Regions from separate parts of the Sus scrofa genome. Here region 1 is linked to region 2. The links are chromatin contacts, called in public HiChIP or PLAC-seq maps. All regions are on one chromosome and are shown on one strand. Each heading gives the region's core, a stretch centred on a gene start, on an enhancer-like site or on the middle of the called end of the contact. The rest is flanking DNA. Distances are from core to core; before and after follow the strand shown.

Region 1 (2,823 bases), core at 218-2,717, 370 kb after region 2:
TAAAAAGCAAAAACAAAAAACAAAAAAACCCTAAAATGTGGAGTTCCCCTCTGGTGCAGCAGGTTAAGGATCCAGGAGTTTTCACTGCAGACACTTGGGTTGCTGCTGTGGCGTGGCTTCGATACTTGGCCTGGGAACTTCCTCATGCTGCAGGCATGGCCTAAAAAGGAAAAAAAAAAAAGGTGTTTCCACCGTGGCACAGTGGGTTAATGATCCATCTTGTCTCTGTGGCAGCACTGGTTGGATCTTTGGCCTGGCACAGTGGGTTAAAGATCCCGTGTTGCTGCAACTGGTTGGCAACATAGGTTGCAGCTGTGGCTCAGATTCAGTCTTTGGCCTGGGAACTTCTGTATGCTGCAGGTGTGGCCAGAAACAAAACCAAACCAAAAACAAACAAACGACAACCGAAAATGCGTCCACCCTGTGGTGCAGGATGTGTCCAGAGATGAAGAGTTGATTACAAGGCACCTCTGACTCTCCAGCCCAAATTGCCTCACTTCACAGAGGAGATGTAGTTGTCCCTTAAGCATCCTGATGGGGACTTCCAGCCTGGCCATGTGGCCTGGTGGCCAGACAGTTTAACAGTTAGGGATTTTATTGACTTTGTTTCTTCAGAGGAAGGATTCTGGACCTAGAAATACTCGGCTTCAATGTAGGACTTGCATTTTCTTAAGCTACGGGTTTCTGTCTGGGTTGGCATCTGGAAAAAAGGGCTGATGGTCCTGAACGGAATGAGAAAAGCAATGATGTTTTGGTGCACTGGCCGTTCTCATTACTTTGCTTTTTCTCTTGAGAGTTCTCCACAAACTTCCTTCCTCCTTTTCCATCTGAGCTTCTTCCTCCTTTTATGGGGGCCTGACCTAATGCCATGTCATGTAAATTAAGGGAGGGTGATTGAATTAAAGTTGGCTTTCTTGATTCTGCAGGAGGCAGGCGGCAGACAGATTTAAAGTTGTAGTGTTGTGCAGGAAGGGGTCATTGACCTCGGAGACTTTTTTTCTTTTTTAATTTTATTTATTTATTTATTTATTTGTCTTTTTGTTATTTCTTGGGCCGCTCCCGCGGCATATGGAAGTTCCCAGGCTAGGGGTCGAATCGGAGCTGTAGCCACCGGCCTAAGCCAGAGCCACAGCAACGCGGGATCCGAGCCGCGTCTGCAACCTACACCACAGCTCACGGCAACGCCGGATCGTTAACCCACTGAGCAAGGGCAGGGACCGAACCCTCAACCTCATGGTTCCTAGTCGGATTCCTTAACCACTGCGCCACGACGGGAACTCCTGACCTCGGAGACTTTGAGAGAGAAATACATCCCTCTGTAGGGCACCTTACTGTGCTTAGAGGGTGAGGAGGAAGGAAAACAGGCTGGCAAGTGCTCAAGGACAGCACAGCCCCTGGCAGGAGAGCGAGGCAAGAGGAAGGGCTGAGTGTTGGTGTTAGAGGGGACAGCCACTAGAGGGCACCAGAGCACCCTCTGAGCCCATCTGCAGCTCTCTGGCGCCACCTCCAGGTGCAAAGACAGAGTTGGGGATGGGCTTGGCAGATCTCTTTGATGTGCCCTGAGAGAAGGGTAGGTTACACAGCCACCCTTGACTCTCCAGTCCAAACTGCCTCGCCTGACAGAGGCAACTAGTTCTGCTTTCTCATTTGATGGGGCACTTCCAGCATGGTCTTATGGCCGAGTGGAGAGACATTTTAAGAGGCTGTGCAGGGTCTGACTGCGTTTTGATTCTCCAGAGGCAGGAATCTACCCAGTAATACCTGTCTTGACTCTTATCCTTGCAGTTTTCAAGCTGCAGGTTTGTGTGAGCACTGGCATCTGGAAACTGGGCGTGGTGGTCTTGAAAGTGGAGTGTGTAGAAGTGGTGGTACTTTGGTGGGCAGCCTTTGCTCAACCCTGTGTCCTTTTTCTTGAGAATCCTCCCCAAAGTTTGTCCTTTTTCCATCTGAGCTTCTACCTTCTGTCTTTGACCCCTGCTGGTGGAATCTGACCTAAAACCAGGTCACATGAATTAAAGACGACTGTTTAATTTAAAGCTGGTCACATGACATAAAGTGGCTGATTAACTTAAAGTAATGGGCTTGAGTAGGGAGTGATGAGTGCCCTGGGAGACTCTGAGAGAGAAATACCCACTTCAGTTAAGGATCTGGTGTTGCCGTGAGCTGTGGTGTAGGTCACAGATGTGGCTCAGTAGCTACAGCTCTGATTAGACCCCTAGCCTGGGAACCTCCATATGCCACGGATGAGGCCCTAGAAAAGACAAGAAGACAAAAAAAAAAAAAAAAAAAAAAGACAGAAAGAAATACCCACTTCTGTAGGGCACTTCATTATGCTTAAGGGAGAGGAGGAGCTAAATCAGCCTGGCAGGTACTTAAGGCCAGCATAGCACCGGGACTGGGGAGGGAGACTGGAAGAAGGGCTGAGAGTTGTTAGAGCAGATGGTTGCTAGAGGGCGCCAGAGCACACAGCAGAGCCCACCTGCAGCTTCATGCCGCACCACCAGCTCAGAGACAGTGTTGGATATGAGGTTGGCAGAACCCCAGTGTGACCAGAGTGGAGGGGTTGGTTACAGGGTGCCTCAGACTCTCTGGCCCAAATTGCCTCACCTCACACAGGAGACATGATTCTGCCTTCCCCATTTGATGGGGTGCTTCCAGCTTGGTCAGGTGGCCCAGTCCCCAGACACTTTAACAGGCTGTCTGTGGTGACTTCCATTTGATTCTCTAAAGGGAGGTCTCTGAACCCAGAAATACTTGGCTTGGATCTTGTCCTTGTAGTTTTCAAGCTGTAGGTTTGCTTGGGCATTGGCATCTGAAAAGCTT
Region 2 (2,807 bases), core at 235-2,734:
GATGAAGTGGGTCAAAGCTGTGCCAGCATCCAGGGGTCACCTGTTTTAAACCTTGTCTCAGTGAGTAAGGATGCACCTGGTGCCCCTGGTGACCATACATGCCAGATGCTCGGTGGGCAGCCAGCCCACGGTCTGGAGACAGCAAATGACTTGGGCCCCAGGGTGGGGGGATGGGCCCTCCAGTCCTGATCTTTGAACTCCAGGAGTGGAATGGCCCAGAGATAAGACAAGCAGACATGCAGTGGAAAGAGAGGTAGCTCCCTACCAAACACCTTCCAAACTGAGAGCCGCCCCCATGCCTCTAGTGAGGTGGGCACCCTTCACACCCCATTCTGTGTCAATGGTACGTTACCATATTCGCCAAAACGTAGGGACTCCCACTGCTGCCACTCCACCAGGACGCTAACAGCACGCACACCCACGTATATGAGCAACATGCCCACAGTGGCGTCCAGGAGGAAGTTGATGAGGTACCTGTGAGGAGAGGGCACAGTGGCATGGTCAGGAAGCACCATCTAGGGAACTGGGTTCTGTGTGCTTGCAGGGACAAGGTCAAGGCTGGGGACCCAGCACTTTGCGCCACCCTGTTCTGGGAGGCAGGAGCCTTAAGGGTGCAAGTGCAGGAAGCTGAAGTGCTCACTTCCAGGAGCCTAGGAAAGCCTCCCTCCCCAGGACATAGCATTGCGAGGGACCAAGAAACTTGAAAGATCTCAAGTGTTCTTGCCAAACAAAGACTGACACAAAGCAGAGTGCCTGGGAGCAGCCAAAGAGGCTGACAGGAAAACAGAATTAATAAAAAAAAATTTGTTCAGTAACTCTTCCCTCCCAGATGGTCTGGCCCTTCCAAGGCCCCAAGACAGCGCAGCACCAGAACATCCGGGGAATGGCCCCTGGGGTTTCCCAGACCAGAGCTCATCCCTGTGCTTCAGAGCCTGCTATGGAGGAAAGAGCAAGCATTTCCAAAGAGCGAGCTTAAGTGCTACTCGGAAAAGGCAAGGTGCTGGAGGAAGGAGAGGAGGATCAGAAGAGCATGCCCACCCTGACCTCTTGGTCTTGTGGGGTCTGTTTCCATTTGTCCGACACGCATTTCTTCCTTCACCAAGGAAAAGCCCCTTGCCCACTGGTCCTCCCTTGAGGGCCCTGTACTCAGATCTCACTGGTCAGCAATAACCAAGGCCCCAGCTTCCCAACCCTCTGGGAGGCCACATGGCTTGGAAACCATCACCCCCAACCCCAAGAGAAGCATCAGATACCACAGACCAGCCATGGCACTTTTGAGTTGCTGAGACTTGAGACATCTTATGCAGCCGTACAGCCCTCACCCGAAGGCTGGCCCCAGTGACGTGCATAGCACTCTGAAACCTGAGGGAGCACACTCGTGGTCCTGCCAGCCCTGGAGGGGCAAGAAAACCAGAGGGAGGGGTTGCATTTTCCTCCTGCGTGCCCTTCCTCTTTAAAAGCACAAGGGGTCACTCTTAGACCAGATACTAGAGAAAACATAGCAACTGGTTCCCAGGCACTTTCTGCAAGTTCACAAGCTGAGCTCTGGCTCTAGGCTAATGCTGCTCTCAGATGCTTAAACTGCACTGGTTTCAAGTGGTTCTGGTATCTGAGACCCATCCTGAAAATATCAAGAGCTCCTGATACACACATATGCATTAGTTCATTCAATGCCCTCACCAAACTGATTTGAGCCTACTACTGTATGCCTGGCCTTGGGATTAAAGACAGAAAGCTCTAGACTTTATACTCAACACAGGCAAGACTGGCAGACAACAAGGTATCCTGTGGGCCCTGGAGCCAGATTGGCTGGGTTCAAATCTCAACTCCGTCACTCTTTAGGTGTGTGAACCTGATTAAGTTATATAATCTCTCTGTGCCTCAGTTCTCTAACTATAAAATGAGGATAATTAAAGTATCTATATTGCAGGGCTGTCATGACGATCAAACAAGTCAATACCTGTGAACAATGCCTGCCATAGAGGAAGCACTCCACAAATGTGCTGTTAGAATCACAGCCCAGATGCCACAAAAGCTGAATAGCCACCCAGAGTAGTAGCCCCAGCACTGGGGCCTCCTGCAGCCATTGGAAAGAACTCAACTCCCACATCCCTTTGCAAGTTTCTCCTCTCCTTGAACTGACTGGCTTCCCCTCAGGTCTGCAGACTCCCAAGATGCCCCTGGTCCAGCCTAAGACCTCTCCAATCTATAACCAGTCACGGGGCACGGCAAGGTGGTGGGGCTGGAATGGATCCCACTGCAGCAGTCGCTCCTCCACAGGCCAGGACCTCTCCACTGTGTGGGGCAAGGCCCTGCTCTGCCCGCCTAGTCTCCCCGCAACGGCTCTTCAACTGACTGCTGGAGCTCTGGTTTTAACAATATCCTCTGACTGAGCTATTAACATGTTTGATGATAAGTGTTCCTGGGGCTTCCAATGCTGCATATACCCATCATCTCATGAATCCTTCACAGTGATCCTGGGGATCGGGATGAGGAAACGGAGGCTTGGAGAAGTTATATCACCTTCCCGCAGCCTGGATCCTCAGTCAAGAGCTCTTTTCACCACATCTACCCCATTTGGGCCTTTTCTCCACTGGCTGAGCACTCGAGATCTCTCAGCAGCCCCTATTCCATCCCAGCTGTGATCTAGCTTATCAATGTCCCCCTTAAAGCTGGATCATCGTTTTGCAGAGGCCAATGGAGGTTCAAGGGAGAGTGGTGTGGTCAAGGCAGCACCAGGGGATGGAGTCCCCGAGCTCGCCCAGTGCCAGCAGGATGAGGAGCTGGCTCTCAGCTAACCAAGATGA

What was found. HiChIP or PLAC-seq counts read pairs in DNA pulled down with a chosen protein or histone mark.
Region 1: an H3K27ac HiChIP or PLAC-seq map of alveolar macrophages shows a contact between it and region 2. The contact joins two enhancer-like sites. A contact is called at or near these places in 2 of 2 datasets of contacts at active chromatin or transcription factors (alveolar macrophages and skeletal muscle).

What each region holds. Positions count from the first base shown.
Region 1 is chr13:35,326,499-35,329,321 of Sscrofa11.1, forward strand. No RefSeq gene overlaps it. Among named protein-coding and RNA genes, the nearest start is that of PRKCD, 37 kb to the left of the region's middle. Within about 2 kb of position 1,468, at least 8 of the 83 cell types and tissues checked have an H3K27ac peak or open chromatin away from gene starts, as enhancers often do. A contact at or near this core is called in alveolar macrophages, where this site is marked.
Region 2 is chr13:34,961,212-34,964,018 of Sscrofa11.1, forward strand. LOC100153598 (store-operated calcium entry regulator STIMATE) reads right to left here. Exons shown (of 10, transcript XM_021068951.1): 4 at 353-474. Among named protein-coding and RNA genes, the nearest start is that of ITIH4, 19 kb to the left of the region's middle. Within about 2 kb of position 1,485, at least 5 of the 83 cell types and tissues checked have an H3K27ac peak or open chromatin away from gene starts, as enhancers often do. A contact at or near this core is called in alveolar macrophages, where this site is marked.